Regions from separate parts of the Bombyx mori genome. Here region 1 is linked to region 2. A link is a contact called in public Hi-C data. All regions are on one chromosome and are shown on one strand. Each heading gives the region's core, a stretch centred on a gene start, on an enhancer-like site or on the middle of the called end of the contact. The rest is flanking DNA. Distances are from core to core; before and after follow the strand shown. Region 1 holds the start of LOC105841499 (transmembrane protease serine 3-like). Region 2 overlaps Btr175 (cadherin-like membrane protein).

Region 1 (5,810 bases), core at 388-2,887, 81 kb after region 2:
ACTGATTTCAAAGCTAGCATTTAAAAAATCCTTCAATGCTATATATACAGTTCAGAGCCGTTTGATGCAGTGGTAAGTGACATGGTCACTACACAACAGGGTCGCGGGTTCGAATCCCGCCAAGGGAAGATATTTGTATGATAAATATAAAATGTTTTTTCCAGGGTTATGGATGTATATTAAATATATGTATGTGTATAATAAAAATCTTACATTTATTTCCGTTATCTGGTACCTGTAACACAAGTTCTTTACGAACTTAGCACAGAACCAGTTAACGTGGTGTGATTGTTAGTAAATATTTATTTATTATAAAAAAAAAGCTGTTCTGATAATATCATAGCTAATATTCATGTAAATTATTTTTCAGTCCGAGACGGAGCAAGACGCCCCGCGCGCGGACGAGGCGCCCCTCCCGCCGCGCCCCGACCGCGTCGTCGTCAAGAAGTACAACCCCAAGGAGGCGAAGCCCCGCGCCGCCGCCGGGGACGAGTGGCTCGTGTCGCCCATCACCGGCGAGAAGATCCCCGCCAGCAAGGTGGCCGAGCACGTGCGCATCGGGCTGCTGGACCCGCGCTGGCTGGAGCAGCGGGACCGCGCCGCCGCCGAGCGCACCGACCGGGACGAGGCGCTCGCCCCCGGGGCCGCCATCGAGGCTTCGCTTAAACAGGTATGCCCACATCCAAACTTTTTTGATAAATTTTTTTATTGCTTAAATGGGTGGACGAGCTCACAGCCCACCTGGTGTTAAGTGGTTACTAGAGCCCATAGACATCTACAATGTAAATGCGCCACGCACCTTGAGATATAAGTTCTAAGGTCTCAGTATAGTTACAACGGCTGCCCCGCCCTTCAAACCGAAACGCATTACTGCTTCACGGCTGAAATAGGCAGGGAGGTGGTACCTACCCGTGCGGACTCACAAGAGGTCCTACCACCAGTAACTATTTGCTATGTGTATGTGCATTACTATAATTCTCATGTTGTATTTGTTATTTTAGCTGTTCTACACACACTCATCACTTTTAATTATTATTCTCATAATCCTCTCGCAGGTCTGCTGGAAGAGATTTCTTAAAAAAATAAGCAGTGCCTTTGTACATAATTTTCCTATTACTCGGTACTATGCCTTCTTTTTTGTGTGTACGTAAATAAATAAATAAGTTTATATAATAATATCAAATTTTAAATAAAAAACTGAATTCAACAAAATACAACGAGAGAGAAACGTCTGAAGTCAATAAATGTGCAACTATTGAGGATAATTCCAAAACTACTGATCAAATCTTCATAAAATTTAAATGGCACCATGCTTTCAAATAAACAAATCATCAAAATCAATTCACAAGAGAAAAAAACCTCAGGAAACAAAAAAATGTCGAATTGCAAACCTCCTTATTTTGTAAGTCTGTTAAGAAAATAATAAACATTTGTTGTAGTTGGCGGAGCGTCGTACTGACATCTTCGGTGTAGGGGACGAGGAAACGACCATCGGTAAGAAGATCGGCGAGGAGGAGAAGAAGCGCGACGAGCGCGTGACGTGGGACGGGCACACCTCCAGCGTGGAGGCCGCCACCCGCGCCGCCAGGGCGCACATCACGCTCGAGGACCAGATCCAGCAGATACACAAGGTGAGCCGCGCCGCCTCCCTTCCACCAGGCCAACGACAAGGACAATGCCACCTCCAAAAGAGCTCCGCATATTCCTTTTTATACATTTTTCCCCCTACCTATGCTGATAGCCTTGAGAGGCTTTTTCTTCTAGATACACCATTTGGTCCACTACAAAATGTTTCTTTATTAATTTCGTTTTTTTTTTTTCATAGAACAAAATAGTTTGAAATTTTCAAATTTTAAACGCATGTGTAGAAAAATATGTGTCGAGTCTCCTAGTACATAAACCGGGGCCGAAAACAATGCGAATAAATCCAGCCACAAAATTTAAAATAATATACAAATATTTTAGTGTTGCACTCGATTTTAGTGACTTTTTTTTCTATATACTGAGTCTTAAGCGGCTATATCAGCTTCGCCCTAACATGTAAGTGAGCTCACGGGGCTCAAACCGGGAGTGTTGCTAACACTGACCCTAGCAAGAGCAGTGCTTCGCAGAATCTACCACCGGATCGGAAACGCGACCCACTGAGAAGATCCGGCGAGAAACTCAGTAGGCTGTGTCTGAGGGTTAAATTAGCGACCCGCCCGTGCTTCGCTTCGGGAACTATAACTTATTATTGATCTTATTGAATTTTCTATCTTCATCTTTCATAATATCGCGCACTCGATTGTGAATAGTCATAACTATTCAAATATTGATCCACCTACCATTCATTACAACCATGATTAACATGCATGTTATTCTGCAGTGTAAGCTATATTATTGTAAGCTTCATCAAAATTCATTGAGCACTTTTTGCGTGAAAGAGTAACAATTAAGATGTAGTGGGAAATTATTTTCCTTCGGGAAAACTCTGATCTTTATCGGAATACGATGACACCCGAACAGTCAATGAATGATTATATTAAATGAGTAACATTTTCATATCCAATAGTATGGAACTTTATTATTTAGTGTCAAAATGAATAATGTCATTGCACTGAGAGAGCACGATAAATACGAACTTTTCCGAAAAATTACGAAGTACTTTTCTGAATATGTCTATACATTCTTACACACTTTCACATTTATAATATTAAGTAGGATGAATCAAAAAAGGGTATTATTATGATATATAAAAAAATCATTGGATTCATTGAACATTGGCTTCAACCCTGATTCCTTCAATGCAGGAAAGGGCTTGCATTTTTTTGCTTACCTAATCGTCGGTACCCTAAAGGGCTATTCTAACTACTCACGGACCGGTAGGTGAGCTCCCTGGGCTCATCCTGAGAGAATTTACTAAAACTAGCCCTAGCAAGCACAGTGCTTCGCAGAATCTACCATCGGGTCGGAATCACGGCCCAATGAGAAGACCCGGTGAAAGAAACTCAGTTACTTGTGTTTGTGGCAGCGTATTCCCAAAAGGACAAGCACTAACACATTTCCCCACCCCCACTGTGCCAGAAAAAAGTTTTCATAAACTATCGTAAATGCCTTAAACAAATAAAATATCAATCAAACTGCTGGGAAACCCGATCGCGAATAACATTGCACAGCGCGTAATAAAAATCTCGTCAATAAAATATAAAACATTAAAACAGAAAAACAATAAAAATGTTTCACGTGTATTGTATTTCTCTTATGTTGAACAACATTGTAATACATAATGGGTATTGTGGCATTGAATCTAATGTTATATTTCGTTTTGCAAACTGTAAATATTGTGGTTTGCACGAAATCACTGCGCACAGGCAGAGATGCTTTAGAAGATGAGTACCCGTACGTTGTGACGGTCGAGTTAAAACTCACGAATACTACGACGAACGCTCTGCTGTGCTCGGGGTGCGTGCTGACCCCGACCTGGACCCTGACCACCGCGCGCTGCGTCTCCAAAACCGAAGACTTGCTAATCCAGGATCCGAAGATGTCATGGGTGGTGTACTATGGACTCACGCAGAAACCTTCCCAGGACACCGCCATCGCGATCCTTTCCGGAATAGTCCACCCCAGATATGCCGCGTCACCGAGAATGCTTCACAACGACATCGGCCTTCTGCGCACCGATCCCATCACCCTTAAACAGTTCGCCAAATTGAGCGCCGTTGACATGTTCTCTATGAACGGTTACGAAGTTGAGCTAATAGGCTTCAAGTCGACCAATGATACCAGTGGAAAATTGAAGAGAACTCTACAGATTTCATCGGTTGTGGTGAAGACTTGTGAAGGCACCGTTACTTATCCGGGGATGTGTTTGGCTCGGTCCTGCTCGTTGACCGACGCTTGTCACCAGGAAACTGGAGGTATAGCCATCCACAGCACCGGGGTCATAGCACTCCTGGCCAGTGGACGCAAGAGGGACTGCTTGGAGAACAATGAGAGACAGCAGGCCTATCAAATTGAGACAATGACTTCAATTGTGCCATATATAGATTGGATTCATACTCATATCAAGAGCTAATAGTAGCTAGTGTAAGATTGGTGTCAGAAGCTTCAGTGAACGGATGAAATTTGTATTGTTTTCTCAATAAAAGTGTTTGTTTATGAGCTTTATTTGTATTTAGCTTTTAAAAGCAATTAAAAATGCTCAGTTAACTTGATGATTACCCGCCTTTAGTTAAGCCTGCTCACTAAAGTATTGATATTTTACACTGACTAACTTTGTACGCTTCGGGCTTGTGTTGGATCAATGTTTTATCTTCTCGTTATTTTACTTGCTTAGCTTATACTGTTGTGTATGCACAAATGAAAGATTCCAAAGCAGACTGGTTTATTTTTGCATCTACCCGCCATTTTATAATGCGATTTAATATCTATACATAACACTTGTAATAAAGGGAGGTGGCGGAATTCATGGAATTCATTTGGTGAACTATATCTGATGTTTATAGGTTCCGTGAAGCTGTTGACCTGGAGTTGGCCATTAGTTTGTTCAAATAATTGTTCCATGCTCTCTGCGACATACGCCTTAGTAACTTCTTACTGCATTTCCAAATAGTAAGGAAATTGTATAATGGTAAACATGACGTAATAGCTTAGGTTATTTGAAGATACACTTTTTTAACGAGCATAATAAGAAATACTATTGCAACATTCTCTTCGAAACTCGTTTAAGATACTCATTACGATTGATTACAATTCAGGTTAAAGGTCTACTCCCCGACGAGGAGAAAGAGAAAATAGGTCCGAAGCCAGTGACCGGGGCAGCCCAGAGCCGGGCGGGGCGTCCCCCCGCGCCCCCCTCTGCCCCCCGCGCTGCTCCGCCTCCCCCGCCCCCGGCACCGCCTGTGCTGCTGCAGCCGATGTCCTCGCTAATGGTCCTGCCCCCCATGGCGCCCCGACCTCCGCTCATACCGGCTCCAGTGGGTACGTATACTCGAACACTGCACACATTCCGTACAACATGGCGCTAAGATCGCGTGCCTGATTTACTGGTGCCGGACAATGTACATGTAGTCTTAGGGAGTTAAGCTACAGATTAGAGGAAGAGTTGATGGAATGATAGAGTAAAGTGACATCTGAATGTGATCGCTGTGAGGGGATCATATGGTCAAAGTGTTCTGTGCAGGGGACCGACCCATCGTGGGTCGGTGAGTATCGGCTTCGGTCTGTGCACCCACGGTGTGTTGGACCCCACCTAACGCCAGTTGAGCTGTAGATTCGCGTGCCAGTAATGCATGCAACTATCCAAATATTGTGTGTGCTTCTTGCATAACACATCCGCTCAGTACATTTTGTACCAATAATGTGATTGCATCGCCTTAGGTGCAGTACCACCGCCGGCGTTCAACTTCGGAGCGGTAGTCCCTCCGGGCACAGTGGCGGAGCCCGAGGACGAGGGCCCGGCCGCTAAGAGAGCCCGCACCGAGGACGCGCTGGAGCCCGAGGGCGCCTGGCTCGCGCGCCACCCCGGCGCAGTCCCCCTGCAGGTGGGCTACCAGTAACACTACAATGATTGCTCTTACGCTAACAAACATTACAACTACAAACAAATAGAAAATCGGTCCAGTGTTTTTTTATTTTTTTTTATTGCTCAGAGGGGTGGACGAGCTTACAGCCGACCTGATGTTAAGTGGTTACTGAAGCCCATATACATCTACAACGTAAATGCGCCACCCACCTTGAGATATAAGTTCTAAGGTCTAAGTATAGTTACAACGGCTGCCCCACCCTTCAAACCGAAACGCATTACTGCTTCACGGCAGAAATAGGCA
Region 2 (5,972 bases), core at 3,203-5,702:
CATTTCTCTTTTTTGTAAAGTGAGTAGGTATACATTTGTAGAATCCGTAAAAAAAAAACTTTAGTACAAACTGAATTTCAGTTTCATTATTAAGTTTATTTCTGGAATTGATTTGCAAATTCCGGACTGAAGGGTGTTGATTTGAAGCCGAAATTGTTGTTGTGTGTTGCCACTATGTCTTCGGGCTGTAAATAAAATTTATTCACAGTTCACATTCACGATTCACATGCACAATTCACAATTCAATTATTATAACAAAAGATTTTTTTTTCTATACAATCTATAGATCTATCCTATAGAACAGCCTTTCCCAAAGTGGGTGATATCGTCCCCCTTGTGGGCACTGCAGGTCTAAAGGGGGACGGTAAGAGACCCAGAAAAAAAGGGGGCGTTGAGTAGAGGCTTGGAAGGCAATTTGTAATTGCATCTAGGAGGACTCTTAGATACCGACTGAGCTCTCGCTATAGTGGATTTAAGTAGGTGAAAAAATAGGGGCGCTAGAAAATAATTTATTCTCGAAGTGGGCAGTAGACAAAATAAGTTTGGGAACCTCTGCTATAGAACAATCTATAGATGGTACCACCTTTCATATCAGAGTACATTATTGCTTTGCGAAAGAAATAATCTAGGAAATAAGCAGAAATAATTATTGTAACTAAAACATACTATATCTAGGTGATTTTTACATTAATTCATTCACGTTCCAAATTGCTTGGCCCTTGCAACGCTTTGGCAATTTTTCTTTATTAATACATACTAATACTCTTCCTCATTTCAATATCAGATTATAGATTTAAAAACTATGATTACCTTATCAGTTTTCATTTCATCGAAGTCATGAGGGAAATAATTATTTTCGCCGAAGTGTGGCAGATCTTCAATGCCGATTAGATCAGAGTCGTTCGATGCATCGCTGTATGAGAGTAATAATTGTTAATGTTCAAGAGCACAAAGATCACTACAATAAAACAAAGTCGCTTTCTCTGTCCCTATATTCCTATGTATGCTTAAATCTTTAAAATTACGTAACGGATTTTGATGCGGTTTTTTTTAGTAGACAGACTGATTGAAGAGGAAGGTTTACATCCACTAAATAGTGGAAAAATCAATAATAAATTACAGTTTCCGAAGCGAAACGAGGGCGGGTCGCTAGTTATTAATAAAGGTCAAACGTCATAAAATTTTTAGATTCTGTAGACAGAAACTATATTTGATGGCCTCCTTTGAATCAGGAAATTATAGATAGTGTAATTTAAAAAAAAACAGGACTAAGACTTCCGATTCCATTGCTTTAAGTGAATATTGAGTTTACCGCATGCTGTCTCAATGACTGACCGTGGAAGTCAATCGTGAACATTTGTTGAGTACGTATTTTATTAGAAAATTGGTACCCGCCTGAGATTCGAACACCGGGTGCATCGCTCAACACGAATGCACCGGACGTCTTATCCCTTAGCCCACGACGACTTTTTACATAATTTAGTTTTAAATATTTTATTGAGACTTTGTCAGTACTTGATTTTGAGTGTATTTTTTATTAGGGTATGGTTTATTAATGACCTTTATGAATATTTGAGAAATTTTGTAAATTTCATTATCGTTAGTATTTTATTATTAAATTAAATTATATAAATTATTAAATTAAATACTAATTTGATGCATATACACATGATCAGATATATGTAACTGATAGAATCGAAGATGATAGTATAAATAAAAGTTCATTTTACCTCATAGAATCGAAGTCCGGGGCTTTAATGGTCTCGTTCCAGATCGGATTGGAGCCTTCCACGGCATGTTTATTGGTGCCCGGCGCCGCGATGCCGACGCGGTTCAAACCTGAATCTACCGATCCGTACTTCTTAACCGTCAGGGCTTCCAAACGACGGTTAAGTCTGCGGAATTAGATAAATTACTTCAATCTGACGCTAAATCGTTCAGATGTTTTTTACATTGTGATTTCGTAAAAAAGAAAAAATATTTATGGAAGATTTAAGGGTTATATTTCAGCTACGAATTGGAAATATTCTGTCTGTGTTGCTCAGTTCTGTTGTTAGGCCGTTTTTTGTATGTCGATCTTTTAGGAGTTTGAATGAAATTGTCTTTGAAAAAATATCCAGACTTCTTTTTTTTATTGCCGAGCTCACAGTCCACATGGTGTTGTGGTTACCGGAGCCCATAGACATCTACAACGTAAATGCGCCACCCACCTTGAGATATAAGTTGTAAGTCCTCAGTACAGTTGCAACGGCTGCCCCACTCGTCAAACCGAAACGCATGACTGCTTCACGGCACAAATACATCGTGTCTGCCCCTTTAAATTTATGTTTATTGACTTCGTTGGCAGACGAGTATACAGCTCACCTGTAATGACTCACGGTAAGCAGTCACTGTCTCCCATAGAAGTCAGCGATGCTATGGGCACAGTCAAGCAGCTGCCAAAGCAACATTACTAACTTTTTAGTCCTTATGATGAAGATGACTAGCAGCAGGAGACAGAGCGCAGCCAGGAGAGCGGAGAGGACCGCCAGCGCGTACAGCACCGCGGCCGAGCCGGCGTCCGGCGCCGGACTGGTGTCCGTGAAGAGGTCCCGCAGCACTAGCAGCCGCGTCGCCAGCGTGGACTGGATGGCAGTCAGCAGCACCATGTCCCCTCGGAGACTGGCGGACAGTTGATAGGAGATTATTGAATTTATCTCTGGGTGTAGTTTGAATACGGTCTGTCCTTTGCGACGGTACTGGGTAGATAAACGGACATATTATATTGCGACGGACTCGTTGGCAAAATAGTTAGCGCTCTGCCTATTGGACTGCGGAGTCGTGGGTCCATTTTCACTGTGGATAGATATTCTTGCGGCGAAAATGTTTGCTCTTTATCTGGATTTGTATTTTTTTTAATTTTTTTTATTGCTTAGATGGGCAGACGAAGCTCACAGCCCACCTGGTGTTAAGTGGTTACTGGAGCCCATAGACATCTACAACGTAAATTTTCCACCCACCTTGAGATATAAGTTCTAAGGTCTCAGTATAGTTAATTTAAAACTGCACATAAACCCAACTACTTGAAGTAAGGAGATATATTATATGCTTCTTCTGTGCGTCTGTTTGTCACTGAACTCCTCTTAAGCGGCTGGACCGATTTGAATTGTTTTTTTTGTATTCGTTTGGTTGGCGCCCTGGATGGTTTAGATTCACAAATCAGGCACTGCAGTCAGTGTCTAGGTTATTTATCTTTCCTAGAAATAATGTATATGGCAAAACAGCGTTTGCCGGGCCAGCTAGTATTAATATAAGAATCTCGTAAAACCAATTTAAAAAAAACGCGACTGTTTAAAATGTAAAAGTTTGTAGTATTTTGAAAAGAATTGCTCACAAAAAAATGAAAGAAGTGAAACTTCTTTTGCACTGTGTAGTATTGTGGTTTTCTTCATTTTTCATCCTTAAATTAAATTTCTTTTGTAACATGGGAATGCTGTGTTTATACACATTGCTGCTTATGAAACACGACCTAGCTAACTTTGTCCTCTACCTCTCTCCACGGTCGATGGGTCTGCGAGACGCTATCTATTTTCTCACTCTCGCTCTTGCTAAATTGTATCTGTTCTCTTTAGCCATAACGAATCTGTCCCGAGTTAAATTTTACTCTCAACGCGCCTAAAGAAGTTTCACTTCAAAAATATGCTGAGAATCGTTTCGCACTTATAGAGAAAAATCGAATGTGCTTAGCTTGTATGTATAAATAATTTAAATAAATAATTTTTAGGCTTTTCGTTACATTTTCAGAGATCTTTTTTTGCCTTTAAGATCCAGCTTCTTTCGTGGTGTTTCTTGACAACTGTTACTTCAAACCGGGTTGGAAAACGGTCCTGCGTAGTCAGCACTCATTTGATACTTACTGGTGTACCTTTTGCTCTTCCAATACACTATATCCATAAAAAACGATATAGTCCAGGGGCTCCCAAACTTATTACGTCTACTGCCCACTTTGAGAATAAATTATTGTTAGCGCCCCCATTTTTTCATCTACCTCCTTAAAAACCCACTATAGCGAGAGCTCAGTCGGTGTCTGAGGGTCCTCCTAGATGAAATTACAAATCGCCTCCCAAGTCTCTACACAATGCCCCCATTTTTTTCTGGATCTCTTAACGCCCCCCTTTAGGCCTGCAGCGCCCACAAGGGGGCATTATCGCCCACTTTGGGAAGGGCTGATATAATCATAGCCCAAAAGACATATAAGAAAAATAGAAATCGATTTTTCTTTAGCACCGTTTCTATTCCATAAACACCCTATAATCGATGTTTGACTTGATTACTTTGGTAATACTAGTTGGATGACTTTAATTGTTACAATCGTGCTTACGTCTCGATCTCGTCGGCTGGTACGGGCACATTATCGCGGATGAAGTGTCCCCTCACTTCGGTGATGCCGTTCATGATGACCCCGCTGGCGTCAGTGGCCGGAACGACTTGGTCGATGTTACACGTCATCTCGAAGCCGGCGGAAAAGGTTTGTGCTATCTAGGAGAATGGATTATCGATGTTTAGTTTATTAATTATTTTTTTATTGCATAGATAGATGGACGAGCTCACGACCCACCTGGTGTTAAGTGGTGACCGGAGCCCATAGACATCTAAAACGTAAATGCCGCCACACAATTTGAGATGTGGGTTTTAAAATTTCAGTATACTTAGTCTGGCCATAAATACTGTTACAATTAAAAATAAACAAAATATTACATTTGAATTTGGAATCTGTCATTTTTATATGATTGCTCATTGAGTTTTCTCATTTTGGCGCCAATACATTGTACAATATTTTGCGATATTAAAATGGAGTGGGGTGATAAAGAGAACCGAATCGCTGTGATTGCATTACACAAAGTAGGAATGGAGCCAAATGCAATTTTTAAAACTCTCCATACGCTTGGTATTAGTAAAGTGTTTGTGTACCGGGCTATTAATAGGTGCAATGAGACCTCCTCTGTTTGTGACGGAAAAAGATCTGGCCGTCCACGTAGTGTTCGTACGAAAAAGGAGGTCAAAGCAGTAAGGGAAAGAATTCTAAGAAATCCTGTCCGAAAGCAAAAGATTTTATCTCGGGAGATGAAGATAGCACCTAAAACCATGTCGCGTATTTTAAAATATGACTTAGGAATTGCAGCCTATAAGAGACGTACTGGTCATATCTTATAATAATATGATAATTTAAAAGAGAATAGGGTGGTAAAATCGAAACAGCTACTGAAGCGGTACGCAAAGGGAGGTCATAGAAAAATTTTGTTTACGGATGAGAATTTTTTTACAACTGAGCAACATTTTAACAAACAAAATGACCGTATTTATGCTCAAAGCTCTAAGGAAGCTTCCTAATTAATCGACAGAGTGCAACGTGGGCACTATCCGACTTCAGTGATGGTTTGGTGAGGTATTAGCTATGAAGGAGTGATTGAGCCATACTTTTGTGAAAAAGGTATCAAAAGATTGGCACAAGGGTATCAAGATACCATTCTTGAGAAAGTAGTGAAGCCCCTTAACAACACCATGTTCAATAATCAAGAATGGTCCTTCCAGCAAGACTCGGCGGCAGGTCATAAAGCTCGGTCTACGCAGTCTTGGTTGGAAACGAACGTTTCGGACTTCATCAGAGCTGAAGACTGGCCGTCGTCTAGTCCCGATCTTAATCCGCTGGATTATGATTTATGGTCAGTTTTAGAGAGTACGGCTTGTTCTAAACGCCAGGATAATTTGGAGTCCCTAAAACAATCCGTACGATTGGCAGTGAAAATTTTTCCCATGGAAAGAGTGCGTGCTTCTATTGATAACTGGCCTCAACGTTTAAAGGACTGTATTGCAGCCAATGGAGACCACTTCGAATAAGCTTCTTATACTTTATTTATTTATTTATTAAATTATTTATTTAAATTGTTTTATATTTATGTGTTAAATTAACACACTGTAAAAGTAATAAATGT

Evidence for each region. A called contact is a pair of places that touch in the nucleus more often than the background predicts.
Region 1: a Hi-C map of midgut shows a contact between it and region 2, with 2.3 times the contacts expected there. The contact joins the promoter of LOC105841499 here to the enhancer-like site in region 2.

What each region holds. Positions count from the first base shown.
Region 1 is chr6:2,358,840-2,364,649 of ASM3026992v2, forward strand. LOC105841499 (transmembrane protease serine 3-like) reads left to right here and starts at 1,638. Exons shown (of 1, transcript XM_012689653.4): 1 at 1,638-4,765. The coding sequence starts at 3,266. The coding sequence ends at 4,057. It overlaps LOC101738204 (splicing factor 3A subunit 1), which reads left to right. Exons shown (of 9, transcript XM_004925201.4): 4 at 371-670; 5 at 1,440-1,631; 6 at 4,740-4,962; 7 at 5,362-5,525.
Region 2 is chr6:2,274,964-2,280,935 of ASM3026992v2, forward strand. It overlaps Btr175 (cadherin-like membrane protein), which reads right to left. Exons shown (of 35, transcript NM_001044217.1): 31 at 4,361-4,518; 32 at 2,458-2,661; 33 at 1,731-1,895; 34 at 811-913; 35 at 1-185. The coding sequence ends at 96. Among protein-coding and RNA genes, the nearest start is that of LOC101743451, 4.1 kb to the left of the region's middle. Within about 2 kb of position 4,453, at least 1 of the 8 cell types and tissues checked has open chromatin away from gene starts, as enhancers often do.